Linked DNA regions of Gossypium hirsutum: regions 2 and 3 are each linked to region 1. Evidence: chromatin contacts called from public Hi-C data. All regions are on one chromosome and are shown on one strand. Each heading gives the region's core, a stretch centred on a gene start, on an enhancer-like site or on the middle of the called end of the contact. The rest is flanking DNA. Distances are from core to core; before and after follow the strand shown.

Evidence for each region. A called contact is a pair of places that touch in the nucleus more often than the background predicts.
Region 2: a Hi-C map of leaf shows a contact between it and region 1, with 3 times the contacts expected there. The contact joins the promoter of LOC107945477 here to the promoter of LOC107945475 in region 1. A contact is called at or near these places in 4 of 34 Hi-C or Micro-C datasets (callus and leaf).
Region 3: a contact with region 1 is called in a Hi-C map of leaf, with 1.8 times the contacts expected there. The contact joins the promoter of LOC107945472 here to the promoter of LOC107945475 in region 1. A contact is called at or near these places in 3 of 34 Hi-C or Micro-C datasets (leaf and petal).

Annotation. Positions count from the first base shown.
Region 1 is chrD12:32,654,723-32,659,215 of Gossypium_hirsutum_v2.1, forward strand. LOC107945475 (F-box/LRR-repeat MAX2 homolog A) reads left to right here and starts at 1,988. Exons shown (of 1, transcript XM_016879495.2): 1 at 1,988-4,493. The coding sequence starts at 2,214. The coding sequence ends at 4,322.
Region 2 is chrD12:32,433,773-32,438,265 of Gossypium_hirsutum_v2.1, forward strand. LOC107945477 (chaperone protein dnaJ C76, chloroplastic) reads right to left here and starts at 1,877. Exons shown (of 9, transcript XM_016879497.2): 1 at 1,375-1,877; 2 at 811-939; 3 at 599-728. The coding sequence starts at 1,602.
Region 3 is chrD12:32,790,628-32,795,120 of Gossypium_hirsutum_v2.1, forward strand. It overlaps LOC107945472 (trihelix transcription factor DF1), which reads left to right and starts at 2,702. Exons shown (of 2, transcript XM_016879493.2): 1 at 2,702-3,627; 2 at 3,952-4,493. The coding sequence starts at 3,404.

The DNA.
Region 1 (4,493 bases), core at 738-3,237:
GTCTCTACTCGTGGAGTCAACTGCTCCGATAGCCAAGACTAGTCATCTCCCCAATTGGAATTGTAGATGACATAATAATCCTTTTCAGTATTTGAATCAAATGTTCACTTTGATTCTTTTACGAGATTACAGACTTATTTAGATTATCTAATGAAGTAAGTTGTCTTTCTCGCAATGTAAACATTCTTACAATGCCACTTATCTTCAGTTTCAATTTAGACAATTAATGAGCTAATATTTGTTTGTCACAATTTCACTATGCATGCAAAATATAAAAAACAGAAATACAAAATACATAATAGTGGAATGTGAAACTAACTTTATTTATTCATCGTTCAAATAAATAGAAAACAGTTACATGTTTACTACAATATGGGCACATTTCCCAATAGAGCATTACCCATGTTATTATCAAGTTTAATGACATGCCCAATCGTCTACCCAATACTCATTAAAATACTCTTCTAGTACAAAAAGCAAAGGAGACCCGAAAGTCGTATCTAAGCAACTACGTTAGACGGGTATGGTTGGCTAGTTGAGAAAGATTCTGACCAGGGTTGGATCGTTAAATACTGTCCAAAAACAATCCAAGGTCCTTCTATTAGAGCTCGGATATAGTTTGATTCCTCTTAGAATTTTATCATGAAATAATCATTCTTTAAATCCATAATTTTGACCGAAGTTGATGGCTTTCATAGATGATAGATCTTATTCGAGAGAGTTTGAAACCCTATTTTCTTGCCCAATAAGTGGACCACGACCATGGGAGACAGACTCTGATATAATATCTAGTGAAATCAATTGCGGTTTCCATCCCCATCCACTACCATAAGATGGTTGTCTTCCCTCGCATCATTACAATGCATACGAACTTTCTTGGTAGCTTTGTCTTCCAGAAAAGTCAACAAAGAAGAAATCTCCATAACTTGCTTTTTGTTTTTATTAGTTTATAGTTAACTCATGATTAAAACATGTCACATTGCGTTAAAATTTTAATGAAATACATATCATTCTTCCTTTTAATTTTTATTTCAAATTTAGTTATGACTCTTTATTTTTTTAATATTTTATAATTAGAGATGATAAAACTCAAACTATTTTATAGATTTCAATTCAATCATACTAAATAAAGTGATTTAAAATTATACATCTATAATATAGCAGGACGAATAATACAACAAAGCGTATTAATTATAAAATAGTAGTTGATTTAACATCATCCCTTCCGTCCTGTTTTATTCGCATTAATAACTACAAAATTCCAAGTTGTTGCAATTCATAAAAGGCATTTAAGTTTAATGAAATGGTAAACTTACATGTACGTACAGACAAAAAGAATTCCAACCTTTTTTTTATTGTTTTAATTAGAAATCCAGCAAAACTAGAAAAAGATAAAAAGGAAATAGGAGCTGAGTAGAAGAAAAAGAGTAGGGGTAAAATCTTGGATGTGGGTTCCACAAGCACGTGGCATTGTCCAAGGAAATTAAATTTAGGAAAGTTTTTACCTTGTCTCCGTAGAGACATGGGAAAAATATGACAAGCTGGTGTTAATACACGTTTTGGATGATAATCGTTTTTAATTGAGGTTTGATTTCTTTTATCAAAATTAAATTTTAAATTTGACGAAATTTGAATCTTGTTTTATCTAAGTTAATTTTTGATATTTTATTAAAAATCTTAATATTCAAATTTAAATTTGAAAATAATTATCAAATTTAAAATTAAATTTGTTAAAGAATTTAGACATTAATATAAAAGTAATTGTTAATTTCAAGTTTTAAGGTGAAAATAATTATTAAATTGACTAATTAATTTCAACAAAAATTTTAGATCCACTGAAAAAGTATTTCCCTAGTAATTTAACCAAAAAAAAAAAAGACAGCAATGTCAAACCAACGCCCAATGCAGTGCCAGGATGGATTTGGGTCTAGTCTTAGACAACGTGGCCTTCCCAATCAGCGACAAGACAAAACTCTCTCACCAGTACTTTCATTTAGTGTACTGTTATCCACATCCCATCCCCATCTCCAGTCCCAAATGCCATTTTAGTATTTATCCAAACTTTAAAGCTTTAACCAGAAACCAACCTTCTCTCTCACTCACTTCATTCAAACCAAATTTCTTCGTCAAAATCTGGCTTATCTCTCAAATTCAATCTATAACTTGAATCAAATCAAACTCACCCACCCAAACATTACTCACCCTAACACCAAATGGCCACCATTAACGATATCCCCGACGTTATTCTATCGAACATCTTTGCTTCTATTTCAGATACCCGAACCCGGAACTCTCTTTCCCTTGTCAGCCGTAAGTTTATGCTTCTTGATAGGGCGACGCGCGTCTCTCTCACTCTCCGCGGTAACGCAAGGGACCTTTTCATGATCCCGACCTGTTTCAGATCCGTCTCTGACTTGGACCTCTCCTTCCTCTCCCCATGGGGCCACCCGCTTCTTTCTTCTCCGTTGTCTGATACTGATCCTCAGCTTTTGGCCCATCGCCTCCGCGTAGCGTTCCCTGCGGTCACGTCCTTGACGGTCTACGCTAGATCGCCGTTGACGATCAAGATTTTGGTTCAACAATGGCCTGGGTTGAAGCGTGTGAAGTTGGTTAGGTGGCATCAACGGCTGGCTTCGTGGCCAATCGGTGAAGACTTTGTTTGTTTGTTGGAGCAGTGCGAGAATCTGAATTGGCTTGATTTGTCCACTTTTTATTATTGGACTGAAGATCTGCCCCCGGTTCTTCAAGCTTGCCCCAAGGTATCGGCCTCGTTAGTCCACTTGAATTTGCTAACGACGTCGTTTGCTGAAGGGTTTAAGTCTCAGGAAATTAAGGAAATCACCACGGCTTGTCCTAACTTGAAGAACTTCTTGGTGGCTTGTAACTTTGATCCTAGGTACATTGGGTTCGTCGGAGATGAGACCTTGTTAGCTGTGGCTAATAATTGTCCTAAATTGACGCTTTTGCATTTGGCTGATACGTCCTCACTGACTGACGTTCGAGGTGATCCGGATAATGAGGGATTTACTTCGGAGGATGCTATGGTTACCAAAGGGACGCTGGTGGAATTCTTCTCTGGCTTGCCGCTGCTTCAAGAGCTTGTGCTTGATGTTGGAAGGAACGTCAGGGATACTTCCATGGCATTGGAAATGTTGAATTCTAAATGCAAGGATTTGAGAGTGCTCAAGTTGGGGCAGTTTCATGGGATATGTCTGGCGAATGAATCTCAGCTTGATGGGATTGCCTTGTGTTCGGGTCTGGAAGAGTTGTCTATTAAGAATTGTGGGGATTTGACGGATATGGGATTGATTGCAATTGGGAGAGGGTGCTCTAAGCTGTCCAGGTTTGAAGTTCAAGGATGCAAAAGGATTACGGAGAAGGGTCTTAGGACAATGGCTTGCTTGCTAAGAAATACTTTGGTCAAAGTCAAGATTTCTTGTTGCAAGAATCTTGATGCTGCAGCTTCATTGAGATCTGTGGAGCCAATCCGTGATCGGATTCAATGGCTGCATATTGACTGTGTCTGGAACGGATGGGAGGAGATTGGGAATTCCGAGCCGGTTGGTCTTAGTTTTTGGCACAACCAAGTGGAGGAACCATCCAGTTTATTTAGCTTAATGGGGAGTGAGTATGATCATGAAATGAGAAGGAAGAAATGCAAATACTCCTCTGACGTGAGTGATGGTTACATTCTGGAAAACAACGGATTTTGGTGCAAGAAATGGGATAGGTTGCAATACCTTTCACTTTGGATTGGTGTTAGTGAACTCCTTACACCATTGGCAGCGGCGGGTCTTCTGAACTGCCCTAATTTGGAGGAGATTCGAATAAAGGTGGAAGGGGACTGCAGGGGACGTTCCAAACCATCTGAACGTGCATTTGGATTGAGCTCTCTTGCACTCTACCCTCGGCTTTCGAAGATGCAATTAGATTGTAGTGAAACCATAGGTTATGCACTCACAGCACCGTCAGGCCAAATGGATTTGAGTTTGTGGGAAAGGTTTTTCCTTAATGGCATTGGGGAATTGAGGCTAAGTGAACTAGATTATTGGCCTCCACAAGACAGGGATGTCAACCACAGGAGTCTCTCACTCCCTGCTGCTGGATTGCTGGCCGAATGTCTTGAGCTTAGGAAGTTATTTATCCATGGGACGGCTCATGAACACTTCATGATGTTCCTTCTTAAAATACCTAACCTCAGAGACGTACAGCTGAGAGAGGACTACTATCCGGCACCAGAGAATGATATGAGTACTGAAATGAGAGCAGGCTCATGTAGTCGCTTTGAAGCTGCTCTAAATAGGCGACACATCCTCGATTGAAATGATTTACTGGTGTGGAGCCTAGCCCTGATTAGATTATACACGGGAAGAACAGGAGGGGTTTCAAGTACGAAATTTTCTTTTTTCCCTTTTCTAGAAAAGAAACTGTAAAAGTTCATCCAAGGTCTGCGTTTCTTTATATACATGCAATTCCCTCCCCAACTTCAGCCT
Region 2 (4,493 bases), core at 627-3,126, 220 kb before region 1:
TTCTATATATCATCAGGATCATACCTATACAGGCATGTCTGAAAACATGTGTACCTAAGGGAATATGAAAAGTCCAGAAAAAATAAAGCAAGACATAACCTTGATCAAATGTGGCTGAAATTTTGTACATGCTCCAATTCTTTATGTGCAATCAATATGCATTTAGAAATGCCAAAATTTCTAAGTTCAAAGGAGATCATTATCATTCTGTATATCAGAGGAGTGGTTTAAGACACTTGGGTTATAAATTAATAATCATTAACAACTAATTATGAATGTCAACCAGAAAAAATCAATGTTTTCAAAACCATATCACTTAAAGAACTGGTATTAATGAAATTTCTGGTTGAAACAGTTCAACCGGATGGTTCAAATGATAAAGATAAATTGTATTTTATTTGAAATACTTTGAACATAATTTCTTGCACTTTTATTTTTCTGATTCCTTTTGGTTCTTTCTAGCTTGTCATAATTCTGGTTAAATATATAAGATTGAACCGTCTAATCTACCAGTTTCCGGTTGCACTAGTTGAACTGGTTGATCTGATATGTTTTTAAATCATAAAGAAAAACCTAGAAATGTAAGCAAAGCTCATACCTATGCAACTAAACTCGTCGACAAATACATGGTCTCTTGGGGCGGAATCATCCATGAAAGGATTCATTGCAGTCAACGCATAGCCATGAATTTCATCATAAACCGTGCGCTGTACGGGGTCACTGAGAACCTGCAAAGCAATAGTTACATTGTAGCAGTAGGCAAATAAACATTTACATAATACATAAAGTTCATTCTGAATGGGAACACACCCCATAGACCTCATTGATGAACATGCAGAAATTTGTAGTCTCTGGATCATTGCCACTTAGGTCTGGATGACAAGCCTTCATGCAATTATAATAAGCCTTTTTTATCTCCTCTGGTGTTGCGTCCGGAAGCTAAGTAAATATGGCAAACAAATTTAGATTTCTGAGATTGAATCACGACAAAAGTCAAATTAAAATTACCTTGACATGATAATATATAGATTCCAAGTAGCTATGGCTATGATGAATATCCATTAAGCAACATCACTTGCAAACATAAAGTTTTTATAAATATCAATTACTGCTTATCCATGCAATGATTCTACAAAATCACTTTAACAGTCAGATTCACTCCCTAACAAATCGATAAATTTGAAAGAAACAAGCAAGAATTACTAATCTCAAAATAAAACCAAAAGAAAACACGACTAAAGAAATGTTCTGCCCCATAGTTCATCATTAAGAACCCAAATAGTTGCACACTTCAATTTTCTGTTTTTAACTTCTAACTACATAATAATCATAAAATAGAAAAGTACAAGTGAGAAGAAATGTGAAAAGAATTACCAGACCAAGAACAGCATAATAATCATCGGCAAGAGAATCAGTAGATGCAGAATTTCCAGAAGCAACCTTGACTCTGCCACAACCTCTCCTTTGACCACCATGACCCATCAAGCTCCAAGAAGCTCCAGTCTTAGCATAGGCCTTCCATGAGCTTCTTCTGCTCATATTTAAAGATGGGTTATGGATTTTAAGAGTATCTGTATATACAGGAGAGAGTAGCTGAGCCATTGGTGCATGCAAATTTAGTGTTTTAGTTGTTTGTTTGTTTAGTTAGCTTTGAGACAGAGGCAGAGTAGCAGAGGGGAAGGGAAAGGCATGTCGTTACTTAATATAGTAGAAAATTTAGAGGAGGAAATTCAGGCGTGGAATGGTGAAATGCTGAGATGGCAAAAGGAGAGCCATTTGGTTTCCATGAATTTAGAGGGACCGAAGTTGAATCTAGAGACTGGAGAGTAAGTTTAGCACGTGTCGGCCTGTGTATAATTCTTGCCTGCCTGCCTCCCTCCCTTCCAATCCTACATTATTTTATTTGGATTTTTGTTTTTTAAATGATTTATTTTTTATATTTACGCGAAATATTAATACAAAATTATAATACTTCAGATATATTCACAAAACACTTTTCAAGAGCTTTTTTTTTTCCTCTGGTTATTATTTTGCACTGAAAAAAATCTGGAGCTCCTTTGGTCTGGTATTCTAAGGGCTACTTTGGCATTATCATTGGTTAAAAAGTCGTTTTAAAAAATTTGGTTTGAAAAAAATATATATTTAAAAGTGTTGTAGCAAAATGCAATAAGAAATGTGATTTAAATTACTATTTGATATTACTTTAAAAAGTTATAATTAAAGTTAAAATGTCTATTTAAGATATGATATTAAAAATTAAAAAATAAATATATTTAAATAATTTAATATAATTATATATGAAATATACATAAAAAAATTTAATAATTAATAAATTGTTTGTAAATTTAAAGCTACAAAAAATATTTTAAAAATTAAAATACAATAATAAATGTTATTTAGTGATAAATAAAATTTAAATTAATCTATATTTTTAAATATATTTTAACTAGTTAATATAAACAAAGGTATTTTAATAAATTGAGTTTGAAAATGCAATTGGCAAAAACTAAAAAACCTAAATTCCAATTTTATGCATTTAGATTGAAAAACATATTTCCACCTCATTATTAATCTTAGAAGTCAAGTGTTTGGCGGTGTTTATGTGGTTAAAAAAATAGTTTTTGATCTCATAAGCAATCCCGAGCGAGGCCTAAGTCCTTCTCTGACAACCTATGGGTTGCATAGGGGCAGCATTAGAGGGGGCAAGTAAGGGCTCTGACCCCCCTCAAATGGAAAAATTATGTTTTAACCTCTTTAAGATCTGAAAAATTACAAGTCAATAAAATGTTAAAATTGAATTTTAGCCCTTTAAAATGATAAAATGATGATTTAATTCTTCTAGAAATTATAAATTTATAAGCTTGCAATGAAAAAAAATTACATTTTATCTCTCATAAAAATTTTAATTTAATTTCGGCCTCCTCCAAAAATTATTTTGGCTTTGTCCCCGGTGTCACCAATTTTGTTTCTTGAATGACATGCCTCAAGTGACAATGAAAAAGCCCCCCAACTAGTTTCTTCCCATTGAAGATCAACGGTTTGATCATTCATGTATCCATACCTCACTTTTACAATCTCATAATTAACATTAAGAGAATCTCTCACTAGAATGATAGTATAAAAACTTAACTTTAAAGCAAAATGAAGTGCTTAGATCAACGCATATGCCTTCGTTACAAAAGAAAAAAAAAGCGCTTGCAATATTTTGGATTTGCATTATGTAGACAACAATGACAAAACCACGATGATCATTACATAGAATACCGTCACTACTTGAACCATCCTCTGATAGATAATCAACAACAAATTTTATCTTAAAGAAAGATTCAGTTGGGGGAATCCATCCAAGGGATTCGTTCAAGTCACGAGTTGTCTCAAATCAATTAACCATATGGAGTTCCAAAAGGCATGAAATGACAAATCTATACAACTTTTGAGTTGATGTCCCTTTTGTTGGATTTTTATACCATTAGTGAAGTTATTTTATCATTATACTTGTAATTTTTCGAATAGATTGGTTTAATAAAACTCCATAGTTATAATATTATCTTGTGCATTATCGTCTTCAATGGTTTTTGCATGAAGGGAAAAATATATAAGCAAATATTAGTTCATTGATTACCTAAGGTTTAACAATATTAAGTTGCTTCATATGAATGGATTATGATTTGAAATGATGACTTATTTTAGTAGGTATTCTAAATGGTCCGTAATATGAGGAATAAAAAATGACCAATTGATTTAAGGGACTATTATGTTGTCTATCAAGTCTAGTGAGGGAGATATATTGTCTTGGGTGTTAGACAGATGACTTTTAAAAAGATAGAAACATAGTTGTAATTGTCAAGATTGAAAATATACCAAACATGACCCAAGTTGAATTTATCCTAAATCTATACTAATTATCGGATCCGGATATGAGACATCACATTATGTTGTCAGAGCAACTCAAACTACCACCATTTATTTCACTAAGTGACTTAACACTCAAACATAATGAATCCCAGATATTTCTACTTATAAACTTAAACACATTTAATTAATAATGTCAAATAGTCTCTTTAAAGTGTTTCGAGATTAAACGGGTCAAACACGGAGTTAGGATTCGAATCCAAACTCGATTTGTCAAATTCAATAGTGTGTCTCAAGACATTGAAGGCCATGCCTCGAAACATGCTTCCCCTATTTCAGACTTCTAATTTTGATCTTTGCCTTGTTGGGATCTAGTGACTTTAGTGTGGTGATTTTTTCTATACATACTTGTAAATTTTTGAACAAATTGGTTTTGTTAAGTACTTATGATTACCAACCCAAGAACCAGATAAGGTTCAAGTGATAACTCTTGAAGAGATATAATTCATACTTTTAGACTTAGTTAATTACTTGTACTTAAGTAAAATTAGTTTCATTTTAGGTAATTGCATGATTATTTTTAGTTAATCGAGCATTGCATGTAAAAACTTGGGATGGAGATTACTCTAATGCCTCTATAC
Region 3 (4,493 bases), core at 1,452-3,951, 140 kb after region 1:
CCACATATGTGGCCAATAATCTTTCATATCACATTGATAACATAGGTTATCTTTACCCTTTAAAGAGTTATCTTGAGAACTCTCATTGTTCTTTTATTTATTATTATGTTCTCACTTTTAGTGGTCTATGATTATATCTTTTATTTTTTTTATGTTTGTATTAACTTCAAGGAATGCAACAAATCTAATAAAACAGACTTCTAAACGCGTTATTGATTTTTTATTTCATAATCACATCGCAAAACACTCAAGAATTTCAAATCAAAATATATCTACTCATGTTGTCATGATTAATCTCCAATTATAATAAGCATGATATAATAAATAAATAATAGTAAAATATACTTAAGATTCTTTAACATCATTGTTATCACATTGGCTATTATCATGAGCACTATTACAAGTAGTAAAACAACTTTGTTTTCGTAATAACATTTATAATCTAATAAAAAATAATTTAATAAACAAAATCATAATTTTCGTGTACAATGCTTGAAAGTTATTCGATACACATTGTACCAAATTTCAATACCACATATATGTTATAAAATCTTATAATACTCTAATCAAATATTTATAAATTTAATTTAAAAGATATAATACAATAATTTCAAGTATATTTAATAACAATAATTTAATCATAAAAAACTTTAATCATCCAAATATCATATATATTATAATTTAATAAAAAAATCTTAGTTTAAAAGAAACCTTAAAGTAATAATATTTTTTATAAAATAATATTACCAAAAATCAATCAACAAAGGAGAAAAACATACCACATAAGAATTATATAAATTTACTTGTATAATGATTACTCATAATACGCAAAGCCTCAATTGAAAACTGAAATAATAATTACTCTAGAAGGCAATCGACAACTGCTTGAGTAGCAAATTTGAGTAACCGACTATTGCATTGGTTGTTACATAAAAGGGGAAAGGCTTGGTGAAAGGGAAAAATTTTTGTGACTTATGGAGAAAAACAATTAAAAGAGAATTATTCTAAAATAAGTAGACAAAGAGTAAAGAATAAAAAAAATATAAAGAGCAATAGAGAATATATTTTATTGATCAATAGAGATATTTACAGAACTTTCTTAAAGTTTTTATTTATAAGCATAAGATGTATAAATGAAGTAGAGAACTACTTTTAATGACTATTAAAATTTAAAATACATCAAGACCTTTCTTGATCTTGATGGATATTCAATTAATAATATATTCATAACAAATAAGAATTAATAAGTTTTTTTTATTAAATTGAAAGGTGAAATAAATTATAATGCAAAGCCAATTACTAGTTCCCAAGCATTTAATACAGATTTAATACAGGCGATGAGAATTTATTTTTGGTGGCTGATTTAATAGAAGCAAATTACAGAATATGGAAGACTGAGCTTATTACCAGATTGTTTCCCCCTGAGATTGCCACGGCCATCTGTTGTATTCCACTATCTGAATATGTTGACGATGATGTGCCAGTTTGGAAAGGAGAACATACATGACTTTACACAGTCAGGAGTGGCTATCAAATGTTAACCTATGCCTCTGATTATACAGACTCTACCCAAGGTAATATTGACTTTTACAAAAAAATTTGGTCTCTCCAAATCACTCCCAAAAATAAGATAGCAAATTGGAGAATAATACACAATTTTATTCCTACAGCATCTATACTTTACAATAGAAGACTTGCTATTTCCCCTATGTGTCCCCGCTGTAATATTGAAGCTGAGACTCCGCTACATATAAGCACACGGTGTGGCCCTGCACAGGAAGTTTGGAGACAGGTTAATCTTGAATGGACTCTATCTGGTAACCATGAGGACTACTGGAGCTGGTTTACTCACCTAATGAGATCGAGTGACACCACGCCTGTTTTACCATCGCCATTACAATTTGGGGTTTGTGGTATGCTCGTAATAGACATGTCATGGAAGGGAAACAACAACATGCACTAGAAATTAGTGCCAAAGTTATCAGCCTTGTTCGTGAACTCAAGGAGTTCAGAGCGAAATTACCCGAGGCAAGGATAACGATGAAGCAAAGCTGGACCCCCCCGACGGATCCGATGCTCAAGCTTAACTTTGATACTGCTTTTCATGCCCAAAGCCGACAGTCTTCTTCTGGTTTTGTTGTTAGGAACGCCCAAGGCCAGGTTTTGGGAAGTGGTATGGTACGGAACAATTTTGTCTCTGATCCTTTCATGGCTGAAATGCTTGCTTGCCTCGGATGGTCTGCGATTTGCCACTGACATGGGTTTCAAGAATTTAGTGGTTGAAGGGGACTCAAGATCTACTATTGTGCGTATTACTGAGATGGGTAGGGATAGATCTGCAATTGGGGTTTATGTTGAAGAAATTAAGCAAAGAGCTAGAATGTTTGATAAAATAATTTTCAGATCTATTGATAGGAACGCGAATCGGGTGGCCCATATTCTAGCTAAAGCAAGATCTACTTTCAATGAAGACCGATTTTGGGTAGAGGATGTACCTGATATGGCTGTGTTGGTGGTGAAGGCTGACTGCCCGATCCCAGTTGCGCCGGATTAAGGTTTTTCCGTCCTCAGCTAGGGCTCCTTCATGCTTCAATTTGGAGCTTCCTTACACTCTTTTGTATTTAGTTTTGAAACCCTGGTTTTTGCCTTTTCTTTTCTTTATCTCCTATCCCAGGAAACCGAGGCTAATGGGTATCTTTATTTATTGCGCACCGTTTTGTTTAGCTTCTTTAATAACTGTGCCTCGGTATTATTCAAAACAATTATTCTATTTAAATTAAAACAAAGTAATATTACTTTCTTAAAAGAATAGTTTTAAGTGATTTTATAATAAAAAACTCAAACTTATAATAATATAATGAAAGAAGTATAATTCTATCACAAATAAAAAAAATCATCACATAAAATTTATAAAACATATTTTATATAATTATAAACAATATTAGATTATAAAACACATGAATGAAAATAGGATTATGTAGTATATATTTATAAAAAGTTTAATATTTAATTGAATGGTAAAATAAAAATGTTTAGAGTGGGATTTAAAATTTGAATTATTGTGCCTGAAATAAATTAATTAGGAAATATCAAAGGAAAATAATCAGCTTGGTTTTTGCCCCACACAATGCACCGCAGCAACTCTTCTCCCCATCTTATCTTATCTTTTCTAGAGAAACCCTAATTCACCTCTGCCTTTCTTACCTACTTAACCCAATAAAATGGTAGAATTCTGAAGGGAAAGAAAAACTTCACCTTAAACAGAAAAAAAGAATCCTTCCTTCAACTCTAAAATATTTACTTTTTCCATATCTCCAAGGAAGCCCCAATTAAAATTTCACAGTTTTTTTTTTTGGGGGGGGGCTTTGGGGCTGTAAACTATTTTACTGAACTGCTATTCGTGATGATGGAAAATTCAAGTTTCCCAGAAAGTAATACAGTCGGCGACAACGTCAGCTTAGAGAATGAAGAGGAAGCTAAGGTGAAAAATGAAGAGAGTGAAGGGAATTTTTCAGGGAACCGTTGGCCAAGGCAGGAGACTTTAGCTTTGTTAAAGATAAGGTCTGAAATGGACGTTGCTTTTAGAGACTCTGGTGTCAAGGCTCCTCTCTGGGAAGAAGTTTCCAGGTTTCCTTCCTTTCCTTTTCTTCTCAACCATGTTTGATTATTTTTGAAGTAGGAAAATGTTGGGTCCTCCACTGAAAAAGTGGGGAAATTTTGGGTTTTTGCTTAGCTTGGGATATTGATTTCCTTCTAGTTCAATTATACTGTAAATGCAGTAAAAACGTTTTATGGGTAAAAAACAAGTCTTTTTTTAAAAACTACTTTGTTTCCATTACACTCTCGAAGTTCAGTAATCTTAACAATCTTTTAAATTTTTTTACTTTTATTACATTATTGTCAAGTTAAAGTAATTGATTTCGAGGTGCAATAATGGGATTCCTTTATCAGGAAATTGGCTGAGCTCGGGTACAATAGAAGTGCCAAAAAATGTAAAGAGAAATTTGAGAATGTTTACAAATACCATAGGAGAACCAAAGAAGGTCGGTCTGGAAAATCAAACGGCAAGAATTATAGGTTTTTTGAGCAATTAGAAGCATTGGATCATCATCCTTCCTTGGTTCCACCTGCCAGTGGAGATATTAACACTTCAGTAGAGCCTTTGAATGTTATCCATGATGCTATTCCATTTTCTGTCCGAAACCCAGCTTCGAATTTCAATGAAACTTCTACCTCAACGACTTCTTCGTCTAGTAAGGAATCGGATGGGACAAGAAAGAAAAAGAGGAAACTGACAGACTTTTTCGAGAGATTGATGAGGGAAATGATGGAGAAGCAAGAGAATTTGCAGAAGAAGTTTATAGAGGCAATAGAGAAGTCTGAGCAAGATAGGATGTCTAGAGAGGAAGCATGGAAGGTACAAGAATTGGCTCGACTTAAGAGGGAACGCGAGCTATTGGTGCAAGAGAGATCGATTGCAGCTGCTAAAGATG